Regions from separate parts of the Nomascus leucogenys genome. Here region 1 is linked to region 2. Evidence: chromatin contacts called from public Hi-C data. All regions are on one chromosome and are shown on one strand. Each heading gives the region's core, a stretch centred on a gene start, on an enhancer-like site or on the middle of the called end of the contact. The rest is flanking DNA. Distances are from core to core; before and after follow the strand shown. Region 1 holds the start of ANAPC1 (anaphase-promoting complex subunit 1). Region 2 holds the start of TMEM87B (transmembrane protein 87B).

Region 1 (6,960 bases), core at 2,085-4,584, 170 kb before region 2:
GACTCAAAACTAGAATAAAAATACCATAAACACACAAGTCATTAATCCTTACATAGGTGTTAAGTAATTATATCAGATTGGTAAGTATATAAGTTGGTCATAACATAAAAGGGCATTCTAGATCTGATTCTTTCAGACAGTTGCAATTATCACATTTTAGTCACAGAGTGACAGTTACCACTATAGGAAATCACTGAGATGCAACAAGTACTTATGTCCCGCACCACCTATCCTGTGTTTCCTACTACTATACGCTAATTTTTCCATACTTTATATATGAAGTATTTAGACAAGTTGTATTCTATAGTCCCATAACTACATGGCTTCTCAACATTTGAAGTCATTTCTGGTTAGATGCCAGAACCTCATTTGAAAAGTACATCTAAGGGATCATTGTCATATTGGAATAAAACTATAAAAAACCACATATTACTCTAATTCATCAGAGGTTGAACTGCTTTCAGCTGACCAATCTACAAAAGACATAAGTTATCAAATGTCATAAGTAGCTATGACACCCCCAATCCCACCTAAATATATAACTACGATCAATTTCAATTATTGGTCGAAACCCAAAGAACTGAGGCATGAATAACTCTAGCCATGGAACAGTTATGCTTGTAGATTTAAGGGTACTAGATTTTAATTAATTATTACATCTAATTAATCTAATTATTAATCTATTATAGTACAGTTTATTACTAAAAAAATGTGGATGAACTGTTAAAGCCTTCATCACAAGGTTAGGAAGCAGCCAGGCTTTAGACAAAAGTACAGATAAGCATAATTAGATTGCCCTTTGATCCACTTTCCTGTACCTGCTTATACATACCATGTTCCTATACATAGCATTTTTCATGTTAGGAGCCTAAGACTTTTGAGATGATGCAAGCTAGTCTTAAGACCCCATCAAGGAACCACATTAGCATGAGAATGTGGTTTATCTCTCTGTCCTGTGACTTCATCCTTCATTCTCTGACCAATCAATACCTTAGCCCACTACCCTCTCTTTAAAACCTCTGGGCCGGGCGCGGTGGCTCATGCCTGTAATCCCAGCACTGTGGGAGGCCGAAGCAGGCGGATCACCAGGTCAGGAGATCGAGACCATCCGGGCTAACATGGTGAAACCCCAGCTCTACTAAAAATACAAAAAATTAGCTGGACTTGGTGGCGGGCACCTGTAGTCCCAGCTACTCGGGAGGCTGAGGCAGGAGAATGGCGTGAACCCAGGAGGCGGAGGTTGCAGTGAGCCGAGATCATGCCATTGTACTCCAGCCTGGACAACAGAGCAAGACTCTGTCTCAAAAAAAAACCAAAAAAACCAAAAAACCTCTAGACCATAACTCTTTGGGGAGGCTGACTTGAAGTTTCCTCAGTCTCCTAGTACGGTGGCCCTGCAAGTAAAATACTTTATCTGCTGCAATCCCCGTTGTTTCCGTGTATTGACTTGCTGCTCATAGAGCAAGAGACCTATATGGTTACACAAACACCCAAAGCCTATGTAGTTCCTTTGCAGCTCCTCCAAAGCCACAAAGTTATTTTGCTGTGAATTAAATGTTATTCTTGGCCGGGCGCGATAGCTCACGCCTGTAATCCCAGCACTTTGGGAGGCTGAGGTGGGAGGATCACCTGAGCTCAGGAGTTTGACACAAGCCTGGCCAACATGGTCAAACCCTGTCTCTACTAAACACACACACACACACACACACACACACACACACACACACACACACAAAATTACTCGGGCATGGTGTGGGCGCTTGTAATCCCAGCTACTTGGGAGGCTAAGGCAAGAGAATCGCTTGAACCTGGGAGGCAGAGGTTGCAGTGAGCCGAGATTGCGCCATTGTACTCCAGCCTGGGGGACAAGAGCGAAACTCCATCTCAAAAAAAAAAAAAAAACAGTTATTCTGGATACAATTATGTCACAAAACATGACACAAGTTTTGTTTTTCCTCCTGCTAGAAATAAATGAGTACAGGGACACTTGAACTTGGAACACAAGTAAAAAGTGCCTTATAAAACTTACAAGGGGCAGGGCTTGGTGGCTCACGCCCGTAATCCCAGCACTTTGGGTGGCCGAGACGGGCGGATCACTAGGTCAGGAGTTCAAGACCAGCCTGACCAAGATGGTGAAACCCCATCTCTACTAAAAATACAAAAATTAGCCAGACGTGGTGGCAGGCGCCTGTAATCCCAGCTACTTGGGAGGTTGAAGCAGAGAATTGCTTGAACACGGGAGCCGGAGGTTACAGTGAGCCGCAATGGCGCCACTGCACTCCAGCCTAGGAGACAGAACAAGACTCCTCCTCAAAAAAAAAAAAAAGAACCCAACAACAACAACAACAAAAAAACCTTAAAAGAAAACAAAATTCAAAATTCAGCTGGTCTTCCTATATTTTATTCAACAGAATAACCAACATCAACGAACTTTTGACTTTATGAAACTTTAGTTCTGCAATTTTATGTTATTTTCTTATAACTTTGAGAGAAAACTACAGAATTGTTAAAGAATTATTTATCATTTTGTACCGATTAATGCCACATATTTAATACTTTTTCAGTACCCCAAACTTTTAGAAATGTTTTTACTTGTTAGGTGCAACATAAACAGCTACACATAAAAATACTATTAAATTCACATTTTATAAATAACAGTATCAGCAATGATTCCTACAGACAAACACTACCCTGCCAAAAAAAAAAGAGACCCAATTCACACTAACGGGAGCTTCAGTCTCCACAAGACCTTCCCCAGCCGTTCTAGAGGACGGTGAAAACAGGCTGAGAGCCCGAGGCTCAGAAAATCAGCTCAGAGGGGCTGGAGGCCAGTCTAGAAGCTGAGGCTGCACATGGGATGCTGCGCACAGCTCAGGAAAGAGGTTGGCGACCAGTGAGCCGGAAGGAGCACCCCAGCCCGCAGGCCAGGAACCCCCTCAGCCCCGGGGCACGCTCAAGGCCCTCCCTCGGGTTCCCAGTCCCCCGGGTTTCCAGACCTACGGCCATCAGGGGTTGGATCGGCCTCGGGACGGGTGCGAGAGTCACGCGGCGCGCGACAGACCACCAAGTGCTGCGGTCCGGCGCCCGCACCTGTGTAACTCCGGACGCGTCAGGCGCGGCGAGCCCCGGCTGCTCCCCGGAGGCGCAGGGGCCGAGGAGGCCCGAGGACAGCGGCGGGGTCCGTCACAGTGACTCTTCGGCCGCGGCAGCTTCTCATTCCCTCTCCCTCCCCTATTCTGGAGGAAGAACGGGAAACAGCAGCGGGCTCGAATGCTAATGGCAGGAAGGCGTGCGAGACGTTCAAATGGACGCGTCCATCTTGACTTTCCCGTCTTGCCTCGCGCCGGGGCGGGGCATCGCGAGAGGCGCGCGGCGTCCTAGCAGTCCTGGCGCCTGCGCTGTTGCGGGAAGACCGAGGCAGGGTAGAACTTGTGGGCTATTTCCACCTTCCGTGCGACTGATCCGAACCCCGAAGCCGGATTCTGTCTGCTACAGTCCGTACAGTGATGGGATCCTCCTGGCGTCCAAGTTCTCTTTAGCTCATGTCACTAGGGACCTGAACTGCCTTATAGATCTCAGGGTTTTTTCTTCTGGTTTCGCTTCCGCCTCCTGACCCCACGTGGAAGTAGGCACCTCAGGCTGAGGGTGGGGAACAGGGGTTGCTGATTTTCTCTACGTGCAGTGAGTGCCCTATTCCTTTTTCGGTCCATACTCTTCGAAGAGTCGATGAACTGTGTGAAGGTCCTCACAGAAACATTGCTTGCAATTCCCAGATTCAGAGACACTTTGAGGCGATTCAAAGACCCAAATTAAGAACCCCAGCGGCCACTCGCGCCTGTAATCCCAGCACTTTGGGAGGCGAGGTGAGAGGATAGCTGGAGCCCAAGAGTTTGAAACCAGCCTGGGCAATATAGCGAGACCCTGTCTCCACAAAAGAAAAATTTTAAAAATTAGCTTGGCGGCGTGGTGCGCACCTGTAGTCCCAGCTGCTTGGGAGTCTGGAGGATCACTTGAGTCGGGAGTTTGAGGCCACAGTGAGCTATGATCGCGCCACTGCACTCCAGCCTGGGCAACAGAGCAAGACCTTGTCTCAAAAAAAAAAAAAAAAAAGAATGGGTTATAGGAGAAAGGTTAGAAACAAAGATTCATGAAACAAAGTTAAATAAATACAAATATACCTAATTGATATTTTAAACTTTTGTTTGCGTGTGTGTGTGTGTGTGTGTGTTTTTCTTGAGACAGAGTCTCGCTCTGTCGCCCAGGCTGGAGTGCCGTGGCGTGATCTCGGCTCACTGCAACCTCTGCCGGCCGGATTCAAGCGATTCTCCTGCGTCAGCCTTCTGAGAAGCTGGGATTACAGGCGCCCGCCACCACGTCCAGCTAATTTTTGTATTTTCAGTAGAGACAGGGTTTCACCACGATGGCCAGGCTGGTCTCGAAATCCTGACCTCGTGATCTTCCCGCCTCGGCCTCCCAAAGTGCTGGGATTACAGGCGTGAGCCACTGCGCCCGGCCAATATTTTAGACTTTTTTTTTTTTTAAGTTTAGATTTACAGAAAAACTGCAGATAGTCCAAAAATTTCCCACATACCCTATACCCAGTTTCTACATCCAGTTTCCCTGTTATTAGTATTTTACATTAGTATAGTATATTTGTTAAAATTAATGAAATATCAACACATTATTAGTAATTAAAATTCATACTTTATTCAGTTTTTTTTAAGAGAGTCTTGCTGTGTTGCCTAGGCTAGAGTGCATGGGCACAAACACAGCTCACTGCGACCTTGAACTCCTGTGCTCAAGCAGTCCTCCTGCTTCAACCCCCCCAAGCAGATGGGACTCCAGGAGTAAGCCACTGCATTAGTTTGTAGGATATCCCTTAACTGAAATTTGTCTGATGTTTCTTCATGATTAGCCTGGGGATATGGATTTTGGGAAGGAAGATCATAAAGTGTCATTTTCATCACATCATATCAAAGGTACTTATCAACAGCATCACTTATCACTGCTGATGTCAACCTTGATCACCTGAAATAGTGTTTGTCAGATTTCTCTACTATGATGTTACATTTCCCCACTTTCCATATTGTACTCTTTGGAAGGAAGACAATATGTGCAGCCCTCAGTTACAGAGTGAGGCCAACTGATTTTGTTGTTGTTTTACAAACTTGCAAAAGCAAATGAAGGAGGGAAGCACCTTTTCAACAGTTAGTGTTGCAATATTTGTATATTCATATGGAAAAAAATGAATCTTGATTCATACTACACACCATATACAAAAATTAAAGTGCATCAAAGACCCAGATATGAGAGTAAAGCTGCCGGGCGCGGTGGCTCACGCCTGTAATCCCAGCACTTTGGGAGACCAAGGCGGGCGGATCACCTGAGGTCAGGAGTTCAAGACCAACCTGGCCAACATGGTGAAACCCCGTCTCTACTAAAAATACAAAAAAATAAATAAATAAAATAGCCAGGCGTGGTGGCAGGCGCCTGTAATCCCAGCTACTCAGGAGGCTGAGACAGGAGAATCACTTGAACCTGGGAGGCGGCAGTTGCAGTGAGTCGAGATCACGCCATTGCACTCCAGCCTGGGGTACAAGAGCAAGACTTCGTCTCAAAAAAATAAAAATAAAAATAAGAGTAAAGCTATACACTTAGAAGAAAACATAGCTATAAATCTTCATAACCTTGGATTAGGCAATGATGTCTTAAATATGGTACCTAAAGCACAAGGAACCTAGGAAAAAAATTGATAAGTTGGAGAAAAGTTTTAAATTTTGTGCTTCAAAGGTATTGTCAAGAAAGTGAAAAGACAACTCACAGAATGGGAGAAAAGATTTGCAAATAATCTGATAAGAGTCTGTTATCCAGAATAGTGAAGAAGTCTTACGACTCGACATAAAAAGACAACCCAATCTAAAAATGGGCAGAGGATTTGAACAGACATTTTCCCAAAAATATACAAGTGGCCAAAAAGGACGATAAAAGATGACCAACATCATTAGTCATTAGGGAAATATAAGCCAAAACCACTTCACACCCAGTAGGATAGCTATAATCAAAAAGACAGACAATAACAAGTGTTTATGAAGATTTGGAGTTATTTGGCCCCTTGTACATAATTGATGGGAATGTAAAATGGTGCAGCTGCTTGGTAAAACAGTTTGACAGGTTCTCAAAAAGTTAAACGTTGGTCTCTTCCAGGAGCTACCGCCAGAAGATGGCGGCAGCTGCCAAGTTGTCACTACTGGAGAAGTCCCTGGGACTGAGTAAGGGCAATAATAAATAAAGTGCTCAGGGCGAGTGACAGATTCCGGTTCTTCAAACAAACAGTGGTCCAAGTCTAACAGGATTGACCACTATAGCAGCTCATCTAGTCAAGCAAGCTAACAAAGAATATTTGCTGGGGAGTACTGCAGAAGAAAAAGCAATAGTTCAGCAATGGTTACAATACAGAGTCATTCCATTAAAAATGATATCCACACACGGTTTTTTTTTTTTTTTAGACGGAGTCTCACTCTGTCGCCCAGGCTGGAGTGCAGTGGCACTATCTCTGCTCACTGCAAGCTCTGCCTCCTGGGTTCACGCCATTCTCCTGCCTCAGCCTCCCGAATAGCTGGGACTACAGGCACCCACCAACCACGCCTGGCTAATTTTTTGTATTTTTAGTAGAGACGGGGTTTCACCGTGTTAGCCGGGATGGTCTTGATCTCCTGATCTCGTGATCTGCCCATCTCAGCCTCCCAAAGTGCTGAGATTACAGGCGTGAGCCACTGCGCCCAGCCTTTAGTTGAAGTTTTGCAATGTTTTATGTAAAAATTTAACTGCTACTAAAAAAACAAGTTGAGATCAAGTTAAAAAATTAACCTTGTTTTTAACAAATGACATTTATTTCAATAAAAGTTGCAAATCAGTGGTTTAATCTTAAAAAAAAAATAGGTGTCCTTTCAATGGTTGACA
Region 2 (7,030 bases), core at 2,167-4,666:
TTATACCAGCTAGTTACTTTGTAGAATGTCTCTCAATTTGGGTTTGTCTAATGTTTCCTTGTGATTGGATTTAAGTATGTGAATCTTTTCCTCATTTCCTTGAATATCTTGATTAGATGCGTTTTTGCATTTTGGGCATGCATTTTTGGCAGGAATATCACAGAAGTCATGCTGTTTCTTTTCAGTTAATCAAATCATGATACACATCATGTCTGTTTGTCCCAATCCTTGTGGGATTAACCTTGATCATTAAGTTGGTATCTGCCAGGTATCTCCACTGTACAATTACTGTTTTTCTCTTTGTAATTAATAAGTAATTTTTGGAAGATATTTCCTCATGAAGCTTTTGCCAACTAACTTTAGAATAGAATTGATGATTCTTTCCGAATCAATTTTAATTGTGATAGTTGCCAAATGGTGATATTTTAAATTTGTTATTCCTTCTGCATTTATTAGTTTTCTAACTGTAAGAAAGTGATTTTCTTTCCTATTTATGTAATCATTTATTTATTTATGTTAGTGTAGACTCATGGATTCTTATTTGAGTCAATGAGTTACAATCCACTACTGTCATTTTGGTGACCAAATTGTCCCAGATCTGGTCAGTGGGAGGGAGCTCCTTCAAACTGGCTCCTATGCCTTTTTGACGTGTCCTCATAATTTTTTACCCACTTCCTTACTTTCTGGCAAAACAAGATTCTCAAGTTCATCATGAATTTCTCTATTCCATTCCTGGGCTCAGCCACTTCTCCAAGGATCCCTGGTTTATTTTAGTGGAGAATGATATTTATAAAGCAAGATCTGGTGCTAGATGTACCTATTGCTACTGGGGTGTCGCTGCTTCTAGGTCCTCCTGGGAATCAGTGCAAGAAAATATAAATACACACACACACACACACACACACCACACACATATCTACATCTATTTATAAATCTAAATTTTAAAAATGAGTTCACACTGATATCTTCAGTTGCAAGCCAGCATTATAGAGTTTATTCTAACCTTCCTCATTTTCCTTTTTTTTTTCTTTTCCTTTTCTTGCTTTCTTTCTCTTTCTTTTTTTTTTTTTTTTTTTTTTGTTTGTAACAGGGTCTGGCTCTGTCACACAGACTGGAGTGCAGGGCTCACTGCAACTTCCGCCTCCCAGGCCCAAGTGATCCTCCCCCTCAGTTTCTTTGAGTTGCCAGGACCATAGGCACGCCACCACACCTGGCTAATTTTTGTATTTTGTGTAGAGACAGGATTTCGCCATGTTGCCCAGTCTGGTCTCGAACTCCTGAGCTCAAACTATCCACCCGCCTTGACCTCCCAAAGTGCTGGGATTACAGGCGTGCCTGGCCACCGTAAACATCTTACGACCATGGGTGGTGACTGGCAAGAAATGTGCCTTGCTAGTTTTAAGATGGAGTTATTTTTAAAATGGTGTCATCCTGGCTCTCCTATGCTCCCGTTTCCCAGTTTGACAACCAACACGATCTTTCTGATCAGCTCATCTTTACTTAAAAACCATCATTGCGGCCAGGCGCGGTGGCTCACGCCTGTAATCCCAGCACTTTGGGAGGCCAAGGCAGGTGGATCATGAGTTCACGAGATCGAGACCATCCTGGCTAACACGGTGAAACCCCGTCTCTACTAAAAAATATTAAAAAATTAGCCGGGCGTGATGGCGGGCGCCTGTAGTCCCAGCTACTCGGGAGGAGAAGGCAGGAGAATGGCGTGAACCTGGGAGGCGGAGCTTGCAGTGAGCAGAGTTCTCGCCACCACACTCCAGCCTGGGCGACAGAGCAAGACTCCATCTCAAAAACAAAACAAAACAAAAAAACAAAAAAAAATCATTGCCTCTCCAGTGTTCTTACACTAAAGGTGCCATCTGCCTAACGTAATTTAGGAATGCCTGTATGTTTTGGTACTGTTTAAATATTCCCAGCTTTGCCACTCCCCTTCTCACACCAACATCCAGTCATCTGGAAGATCTTTCCATTCCTCCAGTTCTCTCGTAACTAAAACAACTTCAGACTTAACCCTCATTCCCACAGGTAACTCGCCCTTAACTCTTCTTGTAGAACTTAAATTTCATGCACTGTTCTCTCCTTATGTCCCTCACTTACTTCCTAAATCTCTGGTAGATGTTCCCCTGTGGTCCTGTTACAGTTATTCTGACCTAAACAGAACTGATCACATTGCTTGCTGGGAAGATGCACATGCGATCTCTAGTGTATAGTAGGTCCTCAATAATTACTGGTGACTGGTAAAGCAGCCAAGGCCTTTTGACTATAAATCGATCTACGTTAATAACAATATTAGCACAGGATTCTATTCCCCTGCTGGATATTATTTACATTTGATAATGAATGAACTAATTCTCTTTGACAGCAAAACATGTATTCAGCTTACAGTCGAAAATGCAAGGCAAGGTACACAATAAGACGGATCCAAGCCCTGACCCCTCTGAGCTTTAAGCAGTCAGGTAACTACTTGTTCTGAAAAGTATTAACTGTCCTATTAACGTTAACCTTCACAACACAATGCCTTGTGTTCAGCTGGCCTTGGCCTCAAAGCACTTTCCTGGCACATTCCCTGAATTTAAAGAACGGTTTCCATACAGCTGAGAGCGTCGAGGCAGGGGTAAGTGTAGAGGATGCAAGAAATGGAGACACCCTGGGCAAAAGAACTCTAGACTGCACTCCAACCGTAGCACTTACTAGGCGTTGGACTCCAGGACCTTGACACTTGCGCTCGCTGGCGGCGAGCCCCGCCTCCCCATTCTGGCTCCACCCCCCCACCGAGCCTCATTTCCCAGACAGGCCCCGCCTCCCCACCCAGGCCTGTCTCCTCACTCAGGCCACGCCTCCACATTTAGGACACGCCTCCCCGCCCAGTCCCGTCTCCGTACTAGGGCTTGTTCCAAGCCCTGTTTCCTCGCCCAACCTAGCCTCCCCACTACGGCCTAACTCCAAGCCCTTCTCCTTGTCCAGCCCCGTCTCCACACTACTGCCTGGTCCTCAACTCCGCCTCCCCACTCCGACCCAATCTCCCTGACCAGCCCCGCCTTTACCCTCAGGCTCCGCCCCCCCGCCGGGTCTTGCCTCCAAAGCCCGGCCTTGTCCCACGCCACGCCTCCACACGGCCCCGCCTCCACGCTCGGCCTGGCACCAAGCTCTTCCTGCTACACCCTGTCTCCGCACTCCGCTCTGGTCCCGAGCCCGCCTCCAACCCCGCCCTGTCCCCCACACCCAGCCTGGCCCCGAGCCACGCCTCCTAGCCCGCCTTCACACTCCCGAGTCCCGCCTACATCCCCGCCCTGTCTCGTCACTCCGCCTGGTCCCGAGCCTCGCCTCCTGCCTCCACCCTGCCCCGCCCCCACACTCCCGAGCCCCGCCTTGTCTCCACACTCCGGCAGCTCCTCCCTACCCGGCCCCGCCTCTGCGCTCCGGCTGCCAGCCCTCCCTTCCAAGCTCCGGCTCCTCCTCTATCTTCACGCCCACGCCAGGCCCTGAGCCCCGCCTCCACGTCTCGGCGCCAACTCCACATCCTGGCTCCTATCTCTGCCTTCCAGGCATCTCCCAGCTGCACGCTCGGGCCCGGCTCAGAGCCCTAAGCCCTGCCTCCCGGTCCTGGCCCGTTTCCGAGAACTGCACCGAGCCTCTCCGCCCAGGCCCAAGGCCGAGCCCCTCCTCCACACCCGAGTCCGAGCCCCGCGTCCCGGATTCGCACCCGCCTGCCTGGGGCGGTGCTGCATCAGGTCCGGGTGTGGCAGGCGTCTCGGAGCGCCAGGTGCAGCTTCCGGGTCAAGATGGTCGCCGCCTGCCGCGCCGTAGCCGGGCTCCTGCCATGCCGCCGGTGCTGCTTTCCCGCCCGGGCCCCGCTGCTGCGCGTCGCCCTCTGCCTCCTGTGCTGGGCCCCGGTGGCTGTGCGCGCGGTCCCTGAGCTTGGGCTCTGGTTAGAGACAGTCAACGACGTAAGTGGAGTGTCGGGACCGAGGCGTGGCACGTCTCGGGCCCTTAGGGCCGTCGCGGGGCTTCGCTTGACCCCGGGCTTGTTCACCTGGCCTCTGCCGGGTCAGCACCGGGTCTCCTGATACCCTCCCCGAGCCTTTTGCCTGTTACAATCCGGGAGCGGGGAGCGGCCCCTCCTCCGGCCCGACCTAGGCTGCAGGGAAGAGCCGTCAGGATTGCGTATGGGACAGCCCTCCGGTCCGAGCGCTCGGACTATTACTGAGGGTCACCATTCCCGACGCCGTGGCCCTCATTTTGCTCTGACATGTTTTGGCTGGATCAGGAATCTCTCGGCACATCTAGCAGTATCTTTGGGATTCGACTCTTCCGGTCCGGATGCAGCCACAGTGGGCCACACCCCTGAGGCCGCAGGGAGGACTTGCCAGCGCTTCAGTTTCTGCATAAACTTAGAAAGCGCGTCTGCCGCTTCCTTTAAAAAAAGAAAAAAAAAAAAGAAAAAATTTAAATGAGGGGGAAACGTGCAGTAGTCACCCTACCTCTATTTCTCTCTTCCTGAGTTCCTGAATTTCTCTACAGTTCCTGTCACAGTTCCGGGAGAGGGAGTGTGTGTGTAGGTGGGGCGGGACTTGTGATTAGGGAGTGCTTGAAAGGCGAATCTGGAGGCATGAGTGGGTGGAAACTCTTCTTTCCAAGGCAGGCTATTAGAAAACTTGGCATCCAGTAATTAGAGGAGATGATGTGGGAGAGATGCAGGGGCAGAATTATGGAAAGTCTTGCAAAAGAGAGACAGGAAGTCTGGAAGAGGCATTATCTCCGGCTTCTCTGGGGTCAGATAACTCATCCAGCACTGTTTGGGATGGGTATTTTCCACATGCATAATGTCCAAGTTCTTTTTTTTTTTTTTTTTTTTTTTGAGACGGAGTCTCGCTCTGTCACCCAGGCTGGAGTGCAGTGGCACGATCTCGGCTCATTGCAAGCTCCGCCTCCCGTGTTCACGCCATTCTCCTGCCTCAGCCTCTCCGAGTAGCTGGGACTACAGGCGCCCGCCACCACGCCTGGCTAATTTTTTTTGTCTTTTTAGTAGAGACGGGGTTTCACCGTGGTCTCGATCTCCTGACCTCGTGATCCGCCCTCCTCGGCCTCCCAAAGTGCTGGGATTACAAGCATGAGCCACCGCACCCGGCCATAATGTCCAAGTTCTAAAGATGAGACTTATATTTTGATTTCCTTAACCAGAAAAAGTAGTTCCAAAGACTACAAATACTTCCCACAACACAAAAGCTACTCAGAGGAACACGCTGGGTATCTTTCTGGATCTTTTAAGACCTAGTGCAGCCATTTCCTCCAGGATTCTTCTGGGTTGGTGACCTAATTTGTGCGCCAGTTATATAGTCTGCACATCTCCATTATTTAATTTCCTGAACGGGAAAAAGTAGAACGCAGTGAGCTACTCTCATGGCTTCCTGCTGCTACGATAGTGAATAGTCAATATAACTATACTGGAAGTGAATCCGCTGCATGCATATTGTTAGATTACTTGAACATATCTGTATAGATCTTTGCCAAGTGTACTGTGAACATACCTGCAAAGATCTTTGCCAAGTGTACTTCTTCCCGCATGAGGAAGAGAAGTTTGCTCCCTAAGTGCTGCATGACCTTTAGGCTAATTTTACTCCTGGGTGATCCTGGGCCACTAGAAGTCTAAAAGCCCTTCTCTCCCAAGAGTGGACTTATATTTTCCTCATTTCAGGTTGTCAGAAACAGGAAAGGAGAGTGGGGCTTTCTTTCATTTGTACTGCAAATCTATGGAGAAATTTTGTTTCTTTGTTTTTGTTTGTCTGTTTGAGACAGAGTCTTGTTCTGTTACCTAGGCTGGAGTGCAGTGGCACAGTCACATGGCTCACTGCAGCCTCAAACTCCTGGGCTCAAGCAATCCTCTAGCCTCAGCCTCCCGAGTAGCGAGGACCATAGGCACATGCCACACACCAACTAATTTTTAAATTTTTTGTAGAGATAGGGGTCTCACTATATTGTCAAGGCTGGTCTTGAACTCCTGGCCTCAAGCCATCCTCCTGCCTCAGCCTCCCAAAGTATTGGGATTATAGGCATGAGCCACTACACCTGGCCAAGAAATGGTTCTTTTGAGTATACAAGGGAGCAAATGGTTGAAGCACCACTGTGTGTCATATGTTAGACTGGTCATTGCTGTTGCAAAGATGAATTTTAGCCATTGCCCCTTCTCCCAAGACGTTCACACAATAATAGGGATAACAGATTTATGAGTAGATAGTCATATACACTGTGATATACTTGGGATATTACTGGAGCACCAAGGGGGTCACCTAACCCTGCTTCCTGGAAGAGAGACCTGACTCAGTCTTAAAAGATGAATAACTACTACCTTGATGAAGAAGAGGAGAGCAGAGCAGCAGCAGTGCAGGAAATTATTGGTGTTTCTGCTACATCAAGTTCTGTTGTTAGAGGGGACTCAGGTCACCACAAGCCTTCCATGCCTGAGCTTGGCCTTGAGCCTGAGGCCAGAGGCCTCAAACTCAAGGATCTGTGTTGGCCAAGGCAAGTCATGTCATTGAGCACAGTGAGCTAGGTTCAGGATTGGAGGGGGTAGTGAGGAATGTTGTGGACTACAGATTGCATGCCCATTCTGAAGAGGGGAGCTGCCATTTGGCTTCAGCTTACTCTGCCTACACTCTAGCAGAATGAGCACAGAATTGCCACAGCTCCTTGTTTTTTTAAGTGAAACTGGAATCCATCTTTTTGTTATGTCAACTAAAGAGTTTAAAAAAGGCCTCTTGTGGGCCCAATAAATCCCATTTATAGGTTGGATTAGGCCTCCAAACTCGCAGTAGCTACTTTAGGATGTGAATGAGGGAGCCATTGAAAGATCTTAGACATAATGCTAATCACTATGGCTGCTGTCTAAAGATGAATTATAGGATCAGATCTGGAGGTAGAAGTACCAGTTAAGCTATTGCAGAAATTAGGCAGGAAATGCAGAGGGCCTAAGTTAGGGCAGTGGTGACAGAGATGGAGAGGAAGAACTAAATTTGATAAG

What was found. Hi-C and Micro-C count contacts between places; a contact is called where the count stands out from the background.
Region 1: a Hi-C map of a lymphoblastoid cell line shows a contact between it and region 2, with 6 times the contacts expected there. The contact joins the promoter of ANAPC1 here to the promoter of TMEM87B in region 2. A contact is called at or near these places in 2 of 4 Hi-C or Micro-C datasets (a lymphoblastoid cell line and an unstated tissue).

Annotation. Positions count from the first base shown.
Region 1 is chr14:74,333,586-74,340,545 of Asia_NLE_v1, reverse strand. It overlaps ANAPC1 (anaphase-promoting complex subunit 1), which reads right to left and starts at 3,334. Exons shown (of 48, transcript XM_030827303.1): 1 at 3,091-3,334.
Region 2 is chr14:74,163,712-74,170,741 of Asia_NLE_v1, reverse strand. It overlaps TMEM87B (transmembrane protein 87B), which reads left to right and starts at 3,416. Exons shown (of 19, transcript XM_030827677.1): 1 at 3,416-3,959. The coding sequence starts at 3,795.